Linked DNA regions of Mus musculus: all the other regions are linked to region 2. Evidence: chromatin contacts called from public promoter capture Hi-C data. All regions are on one chromosome and are shown on one strand. Each heading gives the region's core, a stretch centred on a gene start, on an enhancer-like site or on the middle of the called end of the contact. The rest is flanking DNA. Distances are from core to core; before and after follow the strand shown. Region 1 holds the start of Nudc (nudC nuclear distribution protein). Region 2 holds the start of Clic4 (chloride intracellular channel 4 (mitochondrial)). Region 3 holds the start of Gpatch3 (G patch domain containing 3). Region 4 holds the start of Zfp46 (zinc finger protein 46).

Region 1 (4,773 bases), core at 264-2,763, 1.7 Mb before region 2:
GCCATTTAACATCACCTATGGGTTATTTGGGGGTTATTATATTTGTGGGTCTTACTATATATCCCTGATTGGCTTAGAAGTTGCTATACAGACCAGGCTAACCTCTAACTTGTAGCAATTTTCCTGCCTCTTCCTCCCCAGTGCTAGGACTCCAGTCACGCACCATCTTATCCTGACCAGCAAGATGAATCACTGGGTAAAATTGACTGCCTCAAAATCCTAGCAACTCAACCCTAAAAACCCAGATACTGGTGGCAGGAATAAACTGGCCCCTTAAAACTGTCCTGTCACAAACACTACTACTACTACTAATAATAATAATAATAATAATAATAATAATAAATTTCTTTGGTTTTGTTTTTTTTCTGAGACAAGGCTTCTCCGTGTAGCCCAAGCTGTACTAGAACCCATTCTGTAGACTAGGCTGGCCTCAAATTCAAAGATCCACCTGCCTCTGGCTCCTGAGTGCTGGGATTAAAGCAACACCCGGCTCCAAATAATTTTTTAAAGCAAGAAACCCTCAACAAATTCCCCAAATGCAAAGCCTAGTCTCTTCCGTGTCTGCATCCCCAGGACCCAGTCTTATTATGTGTCTGGTACACGACAATGACAAGTACTTAGGTGCTAGGCAGGGTGGCCCATATCCAAGTTCCCGCACTCTGAAGACAGAGGAAGAATAACCCTGATTTGGAAGTCACTTGGTCTATATAGCAAGTTCTGCGTAAGCCAGGGATATAGAGCAAGACCCTGACTCAAGAAAAAAAAACAACAGGAACTGATATTCCTAAGCTTCACCTCACAGACGAGGTAACTGAGGATAAACCAGGAGGGAGCTTAACCTACAGGTCTCCGGCTCACTTCCTCAGTCAGTATACTTTCAAGTATAAAGAGACCACGTGCTAACCGCCCCCCCGGGCTCTCACTACCCTACACAGTATTGATAGGCAGGCTCCACTTTGGGTAAGATGCAGATCATATCGAGAAGAGTCGGCCCAGAGATGCTCTAAAGAGTAACCACCATTAGGGATGCTCTACACAGTAACCATTAAAATGAAAGCAGAAACACCCGTGGAGCGCAGAGTGGGTGCGGAAGCTCTGGGGTCACTCTGGGACAACGAAAACTGCTCTTGGGGGCTAAGTGCAGGGCGCTGACGGCGTTGGAGCGAGACTTCACTCGCGGGCTGGGCAGACCGGAAGCTGGGACGCGGGGACCCGGGGACCCGCGCGGCCGGGGTGGGGGAGGTCTCGGCCGACCGCGGAGAAGGGCTGCGGCGCGGGCCACGTCGTTTACCTCCTGCACGCCGCCCTCGTGCTGCTGCGCCATGGCCAGCAGCATGCCGTCGAAGCGCTCCTCCTCCTGCTCCCCTCCCATCGTGCTGCGCCCCGAGCTCCGCACTCGCGTTCTGCGATGCCCGCGCTCCCCACGGTTCGCGCGGGCCCAACGGCTCCCCTCGCTAGCCTTCCGCAGCGGAGCCGGAAACACGCAGGAGCCGCCCGGCCGTGCGGGTTCGCCCTTCCCGGCTTTCTTCCCGCCTCCCCGCCCATCGGTGCCCATTGAGCTCCCGGAACACAACCCGCTTCTCTGGCCATTGGCTAAGCCGAGGAGCAAATCAACAGTCGCGGTCCCAAGGCAGTGGGCGGGGCTCGCTGCCGCAGAGTTTGGCTTGAGTTGCTATGGTCACCAGATACCTGGGAGCTTTCTAGAAAGCTCTGAGCTCACATCTTAATAGGGCTGGAAGTTTTGATCAAGTGATACTGTTAGCCTTCTCCTCCTACAAGCCGCAGTTAAGACTCAGGAAGAAAGCACTCACCAAAGGGTCAACCTACTAGACGTTTAAGAAAAGAGCACAAAACTGTAGTTTGAGTAGAACAGTTTTACAAACTGTTTGCACTAGGATTAATGCTCTTTCATTACTGTCTGAAAATCCTTAGTTTTTCTGTTTTTTTGTTTGTTTGTTTTGTCGTTGCTGTTGACGGCAGAGGTGATGGCTTGTTTTGTTTTGTTGAGACATGCCCCGTGTATCCAAGGCAAAGACAAACTTGTGTTCCTGGCCTGCCTGCCTTCACTTCCAAGCACTGAGATTGCATGCAGGCTTGTATAGCCTGAAGATTCCCCACCGCCGGCGCGTACATTTATTTATTACTTTGTAAACCTGAGAGTGCTATACTGTTACAAGATTATTACATTAACTTTTCCAGAGAGCCTGGCTATCTCACACCTTGGAATAGGAACTCTTAAGGGTTGAACGTCACTCCCAAAGAGCAGGTTCCTTCTATCAGATTGAGGTCTCTGAGAGCTGGTCTGGGTCATCTCCATGTTAGAAGCTGTGCTGATTAATTTTATATCAACTTGACATTAGAGTCAGCAGAGAGGAGGGTGCCACAATTGAGAAAATGCATCCTTAAGATCCTTCTGTAGGCAAACCTGTAGGGTGTTTTCTTAATTAGTGATTGATGGAGAAGGTCAGCCCACAGTGGGTGGGGCTATCTGTGGGCTAGTGGTCTTGAGTTCTATAAGGAAGCAACACCTTCTATGATCTCTGCATCAGCTCCTGCCTCCAGGTTCCTACCCTGTTTGAGTTTCTATTCTTACTTTCTTCAAAGATGGACTAATATGTGGAAATGTAAGCCAAATAAACCTTTTTCTCCCCAATCTGTTTTTGGTCATAGTATTTCATCACAGCAAAAGAAACCCTAGTACAAGCCAGGCAGTGGTGGCAGGTGCCTTTAATCCCAGCACTTGGGAGGCAGAGACAGGTGGATTTCTGAGTTCGAGGCCAGCCTGGTCTACAGAGTGAGTTCCAGGACAGCCAGGGCTATACAGAGAAACCCTGTCTCAAAAAAAAAGAAAAGAAAAAAGAAAAGAAGGAGGAGGAGAAGAAAAAGAAAAGAAAAGAAAAAAGAAGAGAAGAGAAGAGAAGAGAGAGAAGAGAAGAGAAGAGAAGAGAAGAGAAGAGAAGAGAAGAGAAGAGAAGAGAAGAGAAGAGAAGAGAAGAGAAGAGAAGAGAAGAGAAGAGAAGAGAAGAGAAGAGAAGAGAAGAGAAGAGAAGAGAAGAGAAGAGAAGAGAAGAGAAGAGAAGAGAAGAGAAACCCTAATACAGAAGGCCTGGACTTCTCTGAGCAAATGGCTTGCTTTCAGACTCTGGGCTATAGTAATCCTAGTCCTAGCCTTCTCTCACTCTTCAGGTATCTTTTCCCTCAGTTTTCTCTTCCTGAATAGGATTGACAGCAACAACCATGATGTCAGTCTGTCCTCAGGAAGGGCCCGAGTGCGCCAAGGGCGTTACATCCTCAAACACCACTTTGACCCTGCAGACAATAAGGAAAAGCACTGTCAAAGTAGAGTTTCTGTCAAGCTTAAAAAATAAGAAACTTAGCCAGGCAGTAGTGGCACATGCCTTTAATCCCAACACTCTGGAGGCAGAGGCAGGTAGATCTGAGTTCAAGACCAGCCTGGTCTACAGAGTGAGTTCAAGAACAGCTAGTTCTACACAGAGAAACCTTGTCTCTAAAAATAAAATAAAATAAAAATGTTTTTATTCAATTTTTAAATTTTTTTTTTTTGGTTTTTTGAGACAGGGTTTCTCTGTATAGCCTTGGCTGTCCTGGAACTCACTCTGTAGACCAGGCTGGCCTCGAACTCAGAAATCTGCCTGCCTCTGCCTCCCGAGTGCTGGGATTAAAGGCATGGGCCACCACGCCCGGCTTTAAAACAAATTTTAAATTTTATTTTATGTATATAAGTTTTGCCTGCACGGATGCCTGTGCATCGTATATGTGTGGTGCCTGCAGAGGCCAGAAGAGAGCACAGGATCCCCTGGGACTGGAGTTACATATAGATGGTTGTGAGCTGCTGTGTGGGTGCTGAGAACCGAACCCTGGTCCTCTGCAAAAGTATAAAGTACTGCAACTGCTGAGCCCTCTCTTCAGCCCCCACATTCACCCCTGACCTACATACACTAAAGAAACGAGAGGCTAACCACCAATTCCCATGCAAGGCAATGGGGTTTTGTCCCTTGTGTATTTACATCTTCCATCTCCCAGAAATATGGTTTCCAGTATTCTCTCTAACCCTCCACACTCGGGTTGAGCACAGAACCCAGGGTCTTGCACATGGTAGGGCAAGCTTTCTCCACTAACTACACTCCTGCCTCACAATCAGACCAGAGGAATGGCTGAGTCTAGGTATTGGAACTATGGCTGTCCTGTTATAGCAAAAAAAACAAAAAACAAAAAAGCATTTCACAGAATAATGTGGCAGATCAGAAGGACATAGACACCAGCTTGACTGGGCTCTTAGCTGCCAGATTGGTGACAACAAGGTCATCTGATCACCAGTGCAGATAAGAGTAACACTTTGTAAGCTACTCTATAGGATGCAGTAAATTCAAAGCCTTATAAATGCAGACACTGGGCCACTGAGATGGCTCAGCAAGTAGAGGCACCCGTTATCAAGTCTGACGATGCAAGTTTAATCCCCAGGTGGAAAAAGAGCATCAGCTCTCAGAAGTTAGCCTCTGATGTCTGAATGCACACCACTATAAATATCCTTTTTTATATAATTATTGTTTTTTTAGACAGAATCTAACTATATAGCCCTGAGTGGCTTGAAACTCACTATATACACTAGGCTGGCCTTTTTTTTTTTCAAGATTTATTTATTTTATTTATATGAGTACACTGTAGCTGTCTTCAGACATACCAGAAGAGGGTGTTAGATTCCATTACAAATGGCTGTGAGCCACCATGTAGTTGCTGGGATTTTAACTCAGG
Region 2 (5,495 bases), core at 2,227-4,726:
CTGAAGATGAAAAATAGCTTCTAAACATATATTGGTTTTAGTACCCTGGAAGGGAAAAGAAGCAATCTCCTGCCCAAGACTAGGTAGCTTAACACCACACACACCAGGCTGACAGGCAGCTCAGTCATTGCACGCCTTGCAAGGCTGGCTCTTGAGTTCAAGCTCCAGAACCCGTGAGGTAGGAGAGAGAGAATTAGCTCTCGTACGTTCCTCCATGGCCTCCAAAGGTATGCTATCCCATACACAGACACACAATGAGTGCATTTTTTTTTTTTAAACCACAGAAAGTTTTCAGCCACATAGTGGTGATTCACATCTATAAAGCCAGCACTAGGGTGGCTGAGGCCATGAGTTTGAGACTGGTGTGAGCTCCAGAGCTATTTCAGTCCAGACTAAGATCCTATGTCCCAAAGTAAAAAAACGCCAACAAAGTTCTCAGCTACCAACTCAGGATACTTGGTGAAACACTAACACTGTTTAGGCTACCACCCTGGACAACCAGTTTCCGCCCCTCATGGCTTTCAAAACTAACTCTATTTATAGAGTGTCTTCCCCAGGTGCATTTCCCACGTCAGGGTTTAAAACGAAACCGCCAGCCTTTGCCACCTTCTCCTTTCCTTTCTCCTTTCAAACAACCAACTGGGTCTGTATCAGCGTACAATTGGCCTACACTGAAGCACAGAAGGGTAAAGAGCATTTCACAGACAAAAAAAAAGCTCAAGAGAAAACAAATGGCCCAGGACAGCCCAGCCAATGGGCACAGAACTCTATGGCTGACCTCTGACCTCCAAGGCCTGTAAATTCAGTGGTTCCAACTACAAATATGGACCACTGGGAAGGGGTATGCCAGTGACTCAGCTTTGGGAAAAGGCACCCCACCCATCTCCTTATGGAAGTATTAAGTCAACACTGAGCAGGGCAGAAGGCATCTGTCACATCCCTTCCAAGAGAGACAGTGTGTCTGTGTTGCTGAAAGGTCACACATGGGGCCTTGCCCATGCTAGGCATGCTACCACTGCGCTACATCTCCAATCCCTTCCCTAGTTTTTAAACATTTCTCTTGCCATCATTTATTGGCCAGGGCCTCCCAAAGCACGCTGAGCAGAAGCTATAAAGTGTTAGTATCTGTGTGATTGTTGTGTTTGCGGTTGATTTTGAGACTGGGTTTTCTATGCAGCCCTGGCTAGCTTGGAACTCACTATGTAGACAAAGCTGGCCTCCAGCTCAGAGGTCTGCCTGCCTCTGCCTTCCAAAAGACTCAGTTTAGAATTCCAAGTTGTTTAGCACCTCTAAGGTTTTACCATTAAGCACTGTTCTTCAGACTAGCATCTACACTTTCAGAGTCGGTTTGGGGGCTTTCTTTGGCTTTGTTTAGTTTATCAAAGCTCCTTCCTGCCGGACGTGATGTTTCACACCTATAATCCCAGCCTGAGGCCGCCTGGACTGCATTATGAGTTCCAAGACAGCACAGGATACAGAGTAAGACCCTGTTCTCACAAGAAGAGGGAAACCATTATGTCCCGTCGCTATCTCTAGCCTAGCGTCTTCCCTTCTTTGTGCTGTTTTCCACGACCCTCTCCCCATTTCTTCAGGTTCCTCAAAAGTATTGTCTGCCACCTCCAGTCGCAGACATTGTGATATTTTGAGAGCCCTAAGCCTTTTCTTTCCTAATGCTGCGACAGTTTAATGCAGTTCTTCATGTTGTGCTGACCCCCAACAGTAAAATTATTTTTGGTGCTACTTCATAACTGTAACTTTGCTACTGCTATGAATTGTAATGAAATTGTCTGCATTTTCCAATAGTCTTAGGTGACCCCTGTAAAAAGGCCGTTTGATCTTTCAAAGGGGTCTTGACCCCCAGTTGAGAGCCGATGCTCTAGACCAAAAAAAAAAAAAAGTTCTAAAACCAGCAACTAACAGAAAACACTAAGGCAAACATTGTTACCACCCTGCAGATTTCTGCCTTCCATCTCTGGAACACATCCTTCGATAATTTCCGCTCTTTCAAATTAAAACTAAGAAAGGGCAGACTTTAGTACTGGATGCCTGTTGGACTTCTAGTGTTGCCAGTTTCGACCTAAGCCTGGATATTTAGTGGCTAACAGAACGAACGTCAGGGTTTCCAAGGAGGCTCAGTAAAGCAGGGGACCCAGATGTTTGTTGCGTTAACTTTTCCCTCCTTCGCTACGCCCCAAAAGGGAGAGGCGCGGAGAGCAGTCAGAGAAGCGTTTCTAGGCGAAGAAGGCAGCTCCAGGGTTTACAAACTGAGGAGGGCGAGAGGAATGAACCTTTTTAAGCCCGAGAGAGCGGAGAATTCAGGTTTTCTTTCAAACCAAACGGGCTTGCCTGCCGAGGTGGCAACAGCAAACGAAAGCGGCCAAAAGGTTGCATCATGTGAAAACAGGCGCGCTAGAGAAACAAGAAAACCAGATGGTGGTAAAACACCGGACAGGAAAACCCAAGTCGGGAATCTCTGTATTTTCCGGAAGCCTTGGGGCATCCACCCTTCTTTTCGCTTTTTCTTTTCTTTTCCTTTTTTTTTTTTTTTCTTCTTCTTTGCAGTTAGTTGCCTGGGTTTTGGGTGTGTGTCCGGAGGCTCACATTTGTAACCCAGGCTGGCCTCGAACTCGAGGGACTCCTCAAGCCTCTACTGCTGGGTCATAGCCGAGTCACCACGCCCGCATTAAAAAAATTCTCCCCTCCCCCATGCGGGAGGAGGGCTGGGATGAGGGTCCCTCCTATCCCAGGCTTGCCCTGGGTTTACTAAGCAGCCAAGGCTGGCTCTGAACTCGGGATCTTCCCTAGACCACTTTTCCCAACTGCTGGGTTTACGGCTCCCGGGTCCCTCCTCCCCTTTACTTTATTTAACATTGTATCAAAGTTAAAGTTTCAGTTTCACCCGGGCCAGGCGCTAGCGTTCCAGTAAGTTGGGTGAGCTATCAGCCCCGCGGCCCGAGGCTGGGGCTCGCGGCGGGGTGGGGTCGGACACGGCGAGGAGGGTGACAGTACCCACGCGGCGCAGCTGAGGCGCGTCCCGCCCTGCGGAGTCGCCTCCCTGTCGCCGCGCCCGCAGGGTCCGCCAAGGTCCCGCTGCGAGGCGGGAAGGCGCGGAGCCCAGACAATGGGAATGAGCGCGGGAGGTACGGCGCCGCCTCGGGCTGCGGGGATGCCGCGTGGGGGCGCTTCGGGGTGCGGGGACGTCAGCCCGCGTCGCTCGGGACGGTGAGCGCTCACCTTGACGAAGAGCTCGATGAGGGGCTCTTTGTCCTCCTCCTTCAGCCCGTTCAGGGGCATCGACAGCGCCATGGCCGGTTGGGCTGGGCTCCGCGGACGGCGGCTGCGGCTGTGGCTCCGGGGCTGCTGTGGCTGCGGGTTCCCGCCGCTCGCTCACTCGCTGGCTTGCTCGTTCGCTGGACAGTCCCGGCGTCTGGCTGCCCGTGGCCTCAGATCCTCAGCACCGCCTCACGCCTCGCGCGCGACTCTGAGGGGGTTGCGGTCCCGGCCGCTTCAAACCGCTGGGCGGAGCCCTATGGGCGGGGCGTGGGCGGAGCAGTGGCCAGGATCCTGCAGGGGTGGGGGGGAAATGGGCGGGCCACAGCTGGGGGCGTGGCCTCAGGCGAGGAAGACAGCGGAGCGCTCTAGCTTCCACGGACCGACCACTAGGGAGCCTGGAGGGCGCTGGGGGCGCGGCCTAGGCTGGGCAGCGCGGATTGGCCGGGAGGTCCCCCCGAAGCCACGCCCCTCAGGGGGTGGGCGGGGAAGGTCCCTGGAGCCGGAGCCTGACACCGCCTCTCTCCGCGGCGCAGCTGCTGCTGGTTGGGTGCCAAGTGACCTCATGCGGCGGCCCGCCTCGCGCCCTCTCCCCCGCTGCAGCCGCAGGGACTCATCGTCCCCTCCGGTTCCCGGGGCGGCGGCCTCCTCGGCTACTTCTGTTAGGCGCGGCCGCCTTTTCCTGGAAAACTTTTGCGAAAGTTTTCATGTCCTTAAGAACTTTTTAATCCTTCTGACCGCGGATCTCCTTTCGTGATCCTTCTCTATTTGAAATCAAGATACTCAAAAGTTCTTGTAAAGTCGTCCTGTGTCCCGGGCTCTGAATTAGGCCAAAACGGTGGGACAGCGTCCCGCTCCAGCACAACCCCAGTGCTTGAGGCAGCGCCTGACTCTGAAAACGTTATCCGTGCTGTTTTGCCCCACCTGGACCGATTCCTGTCTTCCGTTCACCTGGAGAAGTTTAATGAGTCACCTGAGTGCCACTCAGCGCGCAGGGGCGAGTACTTTACACCCTGAGGACAGGGGCCTGAGACACGCGGTCTACTGCGGAATTGCCGTCAGTGAATGTCACCTTTGGGAAATTTGCCTTCTGGTTTTCCTTAATCTGCTCATTCTGTGGTACCTCCCAGGCTAGGGTGATGAGTGAGTTGATTAGAAAGGCTAAATTGGGGGATGGAAGCGGGGTGTCATGGTTATCTCACATCCTCTGTGCCTAGTGTGGATCAGAGTGCTTCAACAAATTGGAATGATGTGTAAAAATGCAGTGCAACCTGCAACTACTTTATCCTCACTCAACCCCATCTCCAAGTTGCTAGATTCTGTGAGAAGGATGCTGTGCCCCAGCAATTAGATCCATCAATGCTCCGGAGTAAGGCTGTTTTAAGTTCACAGTTTGGCAGTGGCCTTAAACACCCTAAACCTCGGCCTGATTTGGTGACATATACGTGGCTCTCAGGTGATGGCTCAGGCAGGAGGGCTGAGAGTTTGAGGACAGTCTGGGTATATTGCAAGACTACCTCAAAATAATAATAATAATAATAATAATAATAATAATAATAATGGCAGTCAAGATGATTCAGCAGGTAAAAGCGTTTGCCTTGCAAGACTTCCAACCTGGATGTGATGTTGGGGCCATCTAAAGGTAGAAGGAGAAAACCAACTCCAGAAAGCTTACCTCTGACTTCTACAGAATGCCATCACACACACACACACACACACACACACACACACCAGGGTTTGGGTTTTGGTCTGCCTGTTTTTTTTCTCCACCTCCCAAGTACTAGGGTCAAAGGTGTCCACCACTGCAACCAACAATCACCGTATTTTTTTTTTTTTTTTTTTTTTGAGCCAGGGTTTCTCTATATACCCCTGGCTATCCTGGAACTCAATCGGTAGACCAGGCTGGACTGGAACTCAGAAATCCACCTGCCTCTGCCTCACAAATGCTGGGATTTAAAAGCATTGTGCTACAACTGCCCAGCACAGTAAAGTTTTAGTAGGTCAGCTGGAAGACTGTATGCCTAGCAGGCTCAAAGCCCTGGACTCAGTTCTCAGCACTGCCTAACTGAGTGTGGTGCCCCATGCCTGTCATCCCTGCACTCCAAAAGGGCAGGCAGGAAGATTAGGAGTTTAGGGTCATCCTTGGCTATAAAATGAGTTTGAAGCTAGCCTGGGCTACATTAAACCCTGCCTCAAAGTAACCAGAAACCTAAGACTTCCGTTCC
Region 3 (4,924 bases), core at 2,115-4,614, 1.7 Mb before region 2:
GAAAGAAAGAAAGGAAGGAAGGAAGGAAGAAAAGAAAAGAAAAGAAAAGAAAAGAAAAGAAAAGAAAAGAAAAGAAAAGAAAAGAAAAGAAAAGAAAAGTCACCCCAGCATGACTTACAAAAGCTGCATCCCTGGAGTTCATTGCTGAACTTGAAGGCAGCTGGACAGGTTAGAAAGTCTCTTCTCTCCAGCAGTCCTTATTGCTCATATATACTTGAGGAGGGGACTTTGTGAATCTTGTATGTTTTAGGAACTGAGACTTGTGAGTTGTTTACTTTTCTAAATTCTACCCTAATTTTTATTTTGTATGTTTTGTTTTGCTTGCAAGTTGTTTTTTTTTTTTTTAAGATTTATATATTAACATTGTAGCAGCTAGGCAGTGGTGGCCCACGCCTTTAATCCCAGCACTTGGGAGGCAGAGGCAGGTGGATTTCTGAGTTCGAGGCCAGCCTGGTCTACAGACAGAGTGAGTTCCAGGACAGCCAGGGCTATACACAGAAACCCTGTCTCGAATAAAATTATATATATATATATATATATATATATATATATATATATATATATATATAAAATTAAAAAAACCCATTGTAGCTGACTTCAGGCACACCAGAAGAGGGCATCAGATCTCATTACAGATGGTTGTGAGCCACCATGTGGTTGCTGGGATGTGAACTCAGGACCTTGGGAAGAGCAGTTAGTGCTCTTACCCACTGAGCCATCTTGCCAGCCCTTGCTTGCAAGTTTATCAGTAGATCATGTGCATACCTGGCGCCCTCAAGAGGACAGAAGATCCCTTGAAACTGGAGTCACAGGTAGTTGTGAACTGCCCTGTGGGTGCTAGGAATTGAATCTGTGTCCTCTGGCTCTTAACTGCTGAGTTATTTCTCCAGCCTCCATTGTTTACTTGGAGAGTCATAAGGATTATCCACCCAGGATAGAATGTTTCAAAGTGCCCGCCACCAGCCTCTCCTTCTCTCCCTATGCCCCGACAGCAGCTGTCAAAAATGGCGGCTCCTGCCAGGCGTGGTGGCGCACGCCTTTAATCCCAGCACTCGGGAGGCAGAAGCAGCAGATTTCTGAGTTCGAGGCCAGCCTGGTCTACAAAGTGAGTTCCAGGACAGCCAGCGCTATTCAAAGAAACCCTGTCTCGAAAAACCAAAACCAAAACCCAAACAAACACGACATCTCACCCTGCAACTATCACAGGAGCATTTTCTTTCCCACCTCAGCAGGAGCTGTCCACGGTGGCCACAACTCCACTCCAGCCTCCTCAGAGATGGCGCCTCAGCCAAAGCCAGCTGTGGCTGGGAAGGACTTCCCACCTTAATCCATGGACCCGATGCAGGGAAAAGGGGTGAGAAAAGCCACCAATCTCTGAGCGCCCCAAGCTCAGGACTTAAAATTCCACCAATCCTACATCTGGAAATCTCTGCCCTGCTAAAGCACCTCCACTAAGCAAGCCCATATAAGCTCTGCCCTTTGTCCAGTCCTCGCCCAGGAGCAGAGGGCAGCCATTTCTGGATTCAGCCCTCCACATGCTGGACCCTCCAATACATCTCTTTCATGAGATTTGGTGCCTGGTGTGACTCTCTCGTCGCAAGAAGCCATGAAGACAAAAAGTAAAGATGTGGACTGGGGCTGAGGCTCCTGAGCGCCTGAGTTCAGTTGGGGATCCCCTTCCCTCGGAGCTGCAATGCTTCTGCTGAGGAAGAGACTTCCTCTCAGAGCCGTAAGGTCCCTGGGCTCCCATGCCCCAGGATGCCCTTCCACTGGGTACCATTCCCCTTGAGTTCTAGGATTACCCTTTCATCTGAGCAGAAACACCTACACCCACCATCAACCATCAACTGTATAAAAATTCTTAGAGAGGGGTGCGATCTCATGAGCCTTCCCCCTCCTCCATGACAGGAAATTGAAGGGCCTACTTTTGGGCAGAGTTGCACTCGCTATGAATTTAAAAATGGATCCAGGGCTGGTGAGATGGCTCAGTGGGTAAGAGCACCCGACTGCTCTTCCGAAGGTCCAAAGTTCAAATCCCAGCAACCACATGGTGGCTCACAACCACCCGTAATGAGATCTGATGCCCTCTTCTGGAGTGTCTGAAGACAGCTACAGTGTACTTACATATAGTAAATAAATAAATCTTTATAAAAAAAAAATGGATCCAGAGGCTCCAACGCCCTCCTCTGGCCTTCCTGAACACTGCACACAATCACAAGAGCTATACTGTTTGTTTGTGAGGGACTCAACGCCTTGTACGGAGGTCGTCCGAAGCTGGCAATATGGTTTTCGCCTATGATCTCTGGGAATAGTTTTCGATGTCTATGCATGTATTTGTACATTTAAAAAAAAATCTTTTTGAGGGCTGGAGAGATGGCTCAGCGGTTAAGAGTACCAACTGCTCTTCTGAAGGTCGGGAGTTCAAATCCCAACAACTGCTTTGCAACCATCCGTAATGAGATCTGATGCCCTCTTCTGGTGTGTCTGAAGACAGCTACAGTGTACTTACATATAATAAATAAATAAATCTAAAACAAACAAACAAAAAAACCAAACCAAACCAAAAAAAATTTTTTTTTCCCTCGAGACTTCTCTGTGTAGCCCTGGCTGTCCTGGAACTCACTCTGTAGACCAGGCTGGCCTCGAACTCAGAAATCCGCCTGCCTCTGTCTCCTGAGTGCTGGGATTAAAGGCGTGAGCCACCACCGCCCGGTTTGTTACAGATAATTTTATGTGCATGAGAATTTTGCCTGCATGTATGTATGTGCAACACGTATGTGCCTCTAGAGGTCAGAAGAGGGTGTCCAATCTCATGAAACGAGTTACGTATGGGAGAGTTCCCTCGTACGTGGGTGCTGGGAATCCAATCCAAGTATTCTGTAAGAGCAGCGAAAGCTCTTAATTGCCGGGGCATCTCTTCATCTCCCCCGTCCCGCGCCCTGAGAAAGGCTCTCTCGACATAGCCCCGTCTCAGTCACTATGTTGACCAGGCTGGTCTTGAACTCACGCACACCTGCTTGCCTCTAACTCTCAAGTGCCGGGTTTAAAGGCGTGAGGCACCACGCCCGGCTGGGTTGGTACTGTAGAGTCCAGTTTTGCATCAGACCTCCGCCACCTCCCGCTCAGCATCCCGGTGCTCTACACTGGTTCCTCCTTAGAGCCTCTCACACGCTGGACCAGCTATCACTGAGCTACAGCCCAGCCCATCGCACGAGTTTTCCATCTTCTGTGGAGCTGGAAACACAGATTCGGCCCAAGAGCAATTAAAACGAAACTTCAAGTACCAAACGGTCACCGATGCCACATTGACCAAACTCCAGCATCCGAGACGTGGTGCTCTCGCGAGAGTGGACGCCAAGCAATCATGTGACAGGCCAAGATGGCGTCGCCCAGGGAGCTGGACGAAGAGTCGCCGGTTTACCTGGTGGTGAGCGGGATCCCTGCCGTGTTACGCTCGGCTCAGTTACGGAGCTACTTTAGCCAGTTCCGGGAACAGCGCGGCGGAGGCTTCCTGTGCTTCCACTACCGGCACCGGCCCGAGAGGGGCCCTCCGCAGGCGAGTCCCGAGGCGGCCCGGGCTGGCCCGGACCCCGCCGCTGAGGATCCGGTTCTCGCCCAGGCTCCGGCCTCCGATGCCCGCGCTGTCCGCGCCCGGGGCTCTGCGGCAGCCCAGACCCGCACCTGCTGCTGCGTCGTCTCGGTGAGGGGAGCGGCGCAAGCCCAGCGGCTGCTTCGCATGTACTCCGGTCGCCGGTGGCTGGACTCTCAGGGGACCTGGCTTCCCGGTCGCTGTCTCATCCGCAGGCTTAGGCTTCCCACCGAGGTTTCAGGTAAGGGGGAGAGAATGGACCGGACGCACGGCCCTTGGAAAAGAGGCGCATTGCCTGGGTGGTTAAGATAGGTTATCACTGTTTAGAGCTTAAGTTAGTTCTGGACAAAGCTACAAGTTTTCAGCCCAATCTGCATGTTTTTACTCAAGGACTTACAAGGCAAAACAGACAAAACAACTGAGATCTGTATAGATAAGTTTCAAATGTATCCCCTCTTAAGGACCATTTCCCTAAGGGTGGTGATTTTTGTACTGACATGATTTCTTAAAAAGGATATTTGGAGCCCGGTGCGCTAAGGCACGCCTTTGATCCCAGCTCTCAGGCGGCAGAGGCAGGAGGATCTCTGAGCGAGCGAATTCCAGGACAGCCAGTGCTACACAGAGGAACCATATCTTGAAATGCACAAAGGAAACTTGGTTTCTTCTAATCTAACCTAGCGACTGGAAGACAGGCTCTGCAGAGGAAAGAGCTGGGGGCAGCAGAGAGGGGCTGGGCACAAGTGTGTCCATTGGGGAAAAGGAAGCCAGGTGTTTTAAAATGCCAGATGGAGAGGTTTAAATAAATTATTTTGAAACAGTTCATCCTAAAGAGTCATTAGCAATAGTGGTGGTATATATGCCTTTAGTTCTAGTGCCTGGGAAGTAGAGGCAGATGGATCTCTGTAGTTCTAGCCTGGCTTGGTCTACAAAGTGAGTTCCAGGACAGCCAAGACTATCTAGCTCTGACCCTGTCTCAAAAGTTAAAAAAATAACATACAAAACAAAAATGAAAAACTGGTATCAGCTCAAAGTTAAACAGTTTCATAGAAAGAGGTGTGTGTGTGTGCGTGTGTGCGTGTGCGCGTGTGCACACACACTCGAGTGCATATGCCGGCTATGGTTTAAGCAGAATCTTTAGGAGCAATGTCTTATCAAGACATACAGCATGAGCTGCCTCTCTATGTGTGTGTCTCTCTCATGTAATCTATGCTGGCCTCAAACTCTATGAAAGTTCCAATGACCTTGAGCCAGGTGTGGTAGTGAACCCCTTTAATCCCAGGAAAAGCAATCAAATTTCTATATTCAAGGCCAGCCTGGTTTACATGTCTAGTTTCA
Region 4 (5,074 bases), core at 1,413-3,912, 1.0 Mb after region 2:
CTCATCCAAATACCTACGGTCTTAGTGTTCATTTTGTGCAGGTGTGTTTTAAATCCCTCCCCAACATCCTTAGCAGAGGCAATTCCAACTGTACAGAAAAGGAGAGAAGGGCTGGAGAGATAACTTGGTGGTTCAAAGAGTATACTGCTCTTGCAAAGGTCCCAAATTTGTTTTCCAGTGCTCATATAAGGTGGCTTACAACTGTGGTATTTTACGAACGTGGCATAATAATTCAAGAGAGAGCACTTCATTGGGCTCTGCCAAGGTGTCCCCTCAAACATTTAGGTCTGGTATAAAAGGGTGTTTATTGGGGGAAGGGAGCCAGGGACCTGGAAAGGAATAGAGGCAGAGGAAGGGGAAGAGAGGACAGAGAGAAGAGAGAGGAAGAAAGGAAGAGAAGAAAGGCTGGCTAGGACATGTGGGGAAAAGAGAGAGAGGAAGAAGAAGGGAGGGAGGGAGGGAGGGAGGGAGAGAGAGAGAGAGAGAGAGAGAGAGAGATAAGTCCTTATACTGCCTGGCTCCAGGCTAGTACCTGGGGTAGAGACAGGCAGGCTGTTGCTAGGTAACTGCTGGGCGGAGCCTAGAGGGATGCTAACCACCACCACCACCAGTAATTCCAGCAGGAACCGAACACTCTCTTCTGGCTTCTCCAGGCACCTGTACTCACATGCTCATATCCCTCCCCTTTATAAATAATTAAAGATAAAATAAAATTTAAAAAAGGAAATGGGCCTGGAGAGATTTTTCTGAAAGATACCCAGCCTAGGTCTGTCCAATCTTTATGCCCATATTCTGGCTGTTGTAAATCCTTCAGGATTCTAACTCACATGGTGGCTGGATACATTTTACAGTAGGTAGAATAGTGCAATTTTGTGGCATCGAAACATTTTTTAGTCCTACCCTTGGGAGCACAAGAGAAGCACAGGTAGAAGAGATTCATTGTGGCTGGTAGGGGTCCTGCTAGTTTGTTTTTTTTTTAGACCCCTGAGTCATGTAGCCATAAATAACTGGGCATTGGGAACAGAACACTCTAATAAAAGCATGGCCGGGAATCTTATTTGGAAAAAAAAAATTCCCCAAGTCCTTCAGTGTGTGTGGATGTATCTGTAAAACAAAAGAAAAGTCCCTTTTCCCAGCCTAGGCAGAGAAGTCTCCCGTTCAGTCAGAGACAACAGGCGTCTGGGCATCAAGCCAAGGTTTGGGGATATTTATAACTTGAAGAGGGTGGGAGTCCCTAATAAGCTGCTATATTCTTTTTCCATCACTTCCCTCTCCAAGGCTACAGCAAGCTGGGAGCTCTTCCCCACACAGAATCCCTGTTTTGCTTAGCCCTCGCCTTCCATTGTCTAATTCCTTCATCCCCGCTAGGGAAAGGAAAGGCTACAAGTCCTTCCATTTGGAGGATTCTGAGTGAATGCAGCATAGCCAACGCTGATGTTTCTTGGCCAGCTGTTGTGGCCTCGGAGATCTGTTTATGAGATTGTTGTTTCCCGGAGCTATAGAACAGTCTCTGCAGTCTTGAAGCTTTGTGCTCATCCTACAACCAAACCCTGCCCTTTGCCTGTTAATCCATGGATTCGGATTTCTATTCATGGCCCTGAGATCTCTGGAATCTGCTGGTGATATCTAGAACCTTTCTGAACGTCAGGCCTCTTTAGATCTCTGAGGAGCCAGCGACCACAGACCAGGAGGTAAGCCTGTCCGTTCTGTCCTAATCTGGTTTTGTGATTTCTTTGAAACAGAGACTACTAGCATCCTTAGGACTCCAGGTTGTCGCAGGCCTAAGGTTTTCATGATGTTGGGAGGTCTCCAAGATTCCTTTCAGCAGAGACACCCTCAAGAGTACCAAGTCCCTGAGTCTCCCACTCCAGGGCCAGCTATTTCCCTACACACCCTACCCCACCCCCCCGCTTCTGATTTCAATGTTTTGGCGACTTAGATGGGTGCACTTGAGCTCCGTCTCTATAAAAGAGCTCGAGACGCTCCCTACAGGGTTAACGTTGGAACACCCTGGGCCGGGCCGCGGACAGCACTCCAGCACCGGACAGGGGACGCGAGGCCTCGTGGGATATGTAGTCTGGGGTGGGTTGTGACTGCCGGAAGGCCTACTGGGAGTTGTAGTTCTCAGTATCCAGAAAGCGAGAGCTTCAGGCGGTGTTGGGAGTCCGTGGGCGGGGCCCAAAGTTCCATCCCGGCCAGGGAGTCTCCCAAGGGAGGGAAAAGAAGCCTTTTCCCGCTCTGGCCTGGGCTGTCAAATGAGGGGTGATCTCAGCTGAGGTCAGCCCGAGCTTCCACACTCAATCTAACCTCGCGGATAATATATGACTCAAAGATGGTCGTAGGGCCATGAGAAAAAAAAAAAAACACAGACGCTTCCTTTGCTGAGTCGTGCTGTGGTTTCCGAGAAAAAAGTATGTGTGGGGGTATTCTCACTGGTCTTGAAGGTCGCGGTCCTGTCTCTTCCCTTTTGTTCTTTTCCCTCCCCTGCTCTTGGCTGCTAAGTGGCCTTTGTACGCCAGAGTGAAACTCCAAGTCCCGTCAGGCCGCGAGGTGCGCGCACGCGTGATGGAGCTACCCGGCCACGCCGCAGGAGGAGGGCTGATGGTTTGGCTTCTGATTGGTCAGATATTTTACGATTTCTTTTCGCTGATTGGCTGGGATTGCTGCCGGAAAGGTCCCAGCCCGGAGATGGCAGAGCAGAGGCGTTCTATGGGCTGGGTTGAAAGCCTCCTCCCTTGAATTGCATCGGCCTGACCCCCCAGCCTAGGGGGCACCCAGCCAGTGCCTGCCCTCTCCTACCCTAACGTTGCACGTACTCGATATTAACCGAGACACGGAGAGTGGGTGACTCTTCGGGAGTCAGAGAGGAGAGTGACCAGTCCTGGGCCTTCCCCTCATACCCTGCGACCAGAACTCCAGCCCTAGGGAGTAGTGGGCAGGGCCTCTTGCCGCGCCTCACGTCCTGCTTTTCGCCTCCTTCAACGTTGTCTGCTAGCTGGTTTTCCTGCTCTCTCTCTCCCAGGAGACGAACGCTTGAGCCCGAGATGGCAGCCACCCTGCTCATGTCTGGGACTCAGGTAAGCCCCGAGGGCTCTGCTTACCCATCTTGCCCGGTGTTTCCCCGTCTGCAAACCCCTATAGGAAATTCCCTGGGATAAGCTCATTTTGCTATTCTGCTTAGTATACGGGCTTCGAGTTGGCTAATATAACCATATACAAGCATATATAGAACACCCACTGTAAGACTAAATACTGAGGAGAATAAAACCAAACAAGATGGGTGGTACCCTTCTTGCCAACAATCTGTAGGGAGAACGGTGTGTCCGGTTAACCTGGATGCGATATGGTAAGTATTCTGTTGGCCTGAGCAAGGACGTATTGTGGTGTGGGAAATAGTAAGTCGAGGAGTGGTTAATTCTAGATGTGGTGTCCAAGGATGGAGCGAAGAGTGATAAAGGGTGGGGAGAAACAGAACAGCAGTTGGCTCTAGAACTGGGCCATAAAGACGAGAATTTCACTGGTCTAAGAAAAGGAGAGCCTTGTATGTAAGGGTCCAAAGTGGGCAGGGACGGCCTGAGCGGGAAGCTAGTAGATTGCCCCTGTCTTTTGACCACATGTCTTTTTTTCTTCTTTCTTTATTATTTTTTTTTTCCTTCGGACTCTACAGATGAGACTTAATGCCACTGCCTTCTCGACATTTCTAACCATGTCTCTAATTTCAAGAAGAAAAGCTGGTTCTAAACTCCTAGATACCAAGTAGTGAGGAAGCGTTGTGTGATTTCAGGCCCCTGTGACATTTGAAGATATGGCCATGTACCTCACTCGGGAAGAATGGAGACCTCTGGATCCTACACAGAGAGATCTTTACAGGGATGTGATGCAGGAGAATTACGGAAATGTTGTCTCACTGGGTGAGTGAGGACTTTTATCTTGTCTTACCTCTTAGGGGTTTTGAAACTGTCAGAACGGCTTAGGTCTTTTCGATACAGCCTTGTTTGTTGTTAAGGAAAACCACACGGTTAGTTACCTGCTTTGGTGCTCATTCAAATCTTTAAGTGTGGGAAGATCCGTGTTTCCCAGTCTTAAATGAAAAGTAAAGTTTCTGCCGTTTCCGAGACTCTGAGGATTCTCGTGCCCTGAGTCATTAGCGGCTCTGTGGCCTGTTTGTACAGATTACTGACCAAACAGGTCTTACACTCTGGTGCTCGCCAGGACATAAATGCCCTATAAATGGTGCTTTTTCTCTGGGGCGCTGGAAGATGAGGGCTCTGAGGTGGGTTCACAGGAGGACAGAAACCTCCCTTCTATGTTTGTTTTGGCTCCATAGCTGCAGCGTTGCTTCAGGTACTTTAGGTCGGTTCTTGTCTAGAGATCTTTCAGAGGCGATCATCCTTCAAGTGTGTCTTCTTTCTTTTTCCTTTTATTATGTGTAAGTACACTGTAGCTGTCTTCAGATGCACCAGAAGAGGGCATCAGATTTCATTACGGATGGTTGTGAGCCACCATATGGCTGCTGGGATTTAAACTCAGGACCTTCAGAAGAGCAGCCAGTGCTTTTAACTGCTGAGCCATCTCTCCAGCCCCAGTCTTGTTTCAGAAGAACCACTGAATAGTCAGCTCACAGATCCTATTCAGAGGAGAAGTCGTGAGGCTGCAGATGCAGCTCGGTTGGTAGAGCGCTTGCTTAGCAGACTTGAAGCCCTGGGTTTCATCCTCAGTCCGGCATACAGCCAGACATAGGACTGAGATATTTTAAAATGTTTTTATTCTCAGAACAGAAGGCGACCTGACAGGTTTTCTTTGCTTGGACTCTCTCTCTCTCTGATGTCCCAGTTTCCTTGGAGTCTTCTTTTTATTTTTTATTCATTTTTAGGTGATACTAATAATGAGTTTCATTTTGACATTTTCATATACACGTGTCCAAACACTTGATCTGATTTGCTCCCCTCCCCTACTTCCTTGAGCTCTTGTCCCTTGAATTGTTCTTTAAAGGCAGCAACAACTCCAATACCAAACACAAAGTGAACAAATCCAGGAACAGGTGGAAGAGATGCCTCAAATGTTAAGAGTGGAC

What was found. Promoter capture Hi-C pulls out the DNA fragments that hold promoters and counts their contacts.
Region 1: a promoter capture Hi-C map of pre-B cells shows a contact between it and region 2, with 4 times the contacts expected there. The contact joins the promoter of Nudc here to the promoter of Clic4 in region 2.
Region 3: a promoter capture Hi-C map of pre-B cells shows a contact between it and region 2, with 3 times the contacts expected there. The contact joins the promoter of Gpatch3 here to the promoter of Clic4 in region 2. A contact is called at or near these places in 1 of 39 promoter capture datasets (pre-B cells) and 1 of 115 datasets of contacts at active chromatin or transcription factors (pancreatic cancer cells).
Region 4: a promoter capture Hi-C map of pre-B cells shows a contact between it and region 2, with 3 times the contacts expected there. The contact joins the promoter of Zfp46 here to the promoter of Clic4 in region 2. A contact is called at or near these places in 1 of 39 promoter capture datasets (pre-B cells) and 1 of 9 other capture datasets (adipose tissue).

What each region holds. Positions count from the first base shown.
Region 1 is chr4:133,544,514-133,549,286 of GRCm38.p6, forward strand. It overlaps Nudc (nudC nuclear distribution protein), which reads right to left and starts at 1,514. Exons shown (of 8, transcript NM_010948.3): 1 at 1,292-1,514. The coding sequence starts at 1,372.
Region 2 is chr4:135,269,284-135,274,778 of GRCm38.p6, forward strand. Clic4 (chloride intracellular channel 4 (mitochondrial)) reads right to left here and starts at 3,477. Exons shown (of 6, transcript NM_013885.2): 1 at 3,235-3,477. The coding sequence starts at 3,306.
Region 3 is chr4:133,571,381-133,576,304 of GRCm38.p6, forward strand. Gpatch3 (G patch domain containing 3) reads left to right here and starts at 3,365. Exons shown (of 7, transcript NM_172876.2): 1 at 3,365-3,830. The coding sequence starts at 3,380.
Region 4 is chr4:136,283,405-136,288,478 of GRCm38.p6, forward strand. Zfp46 (zinc finger protein 46) reads left to right here and starts at 2,663. Exons shown (of 3, transcript NM_009557.4): 1 at 2,663-3,077; 2 at 3,668-3,911. The coding sequence starts at 3,806.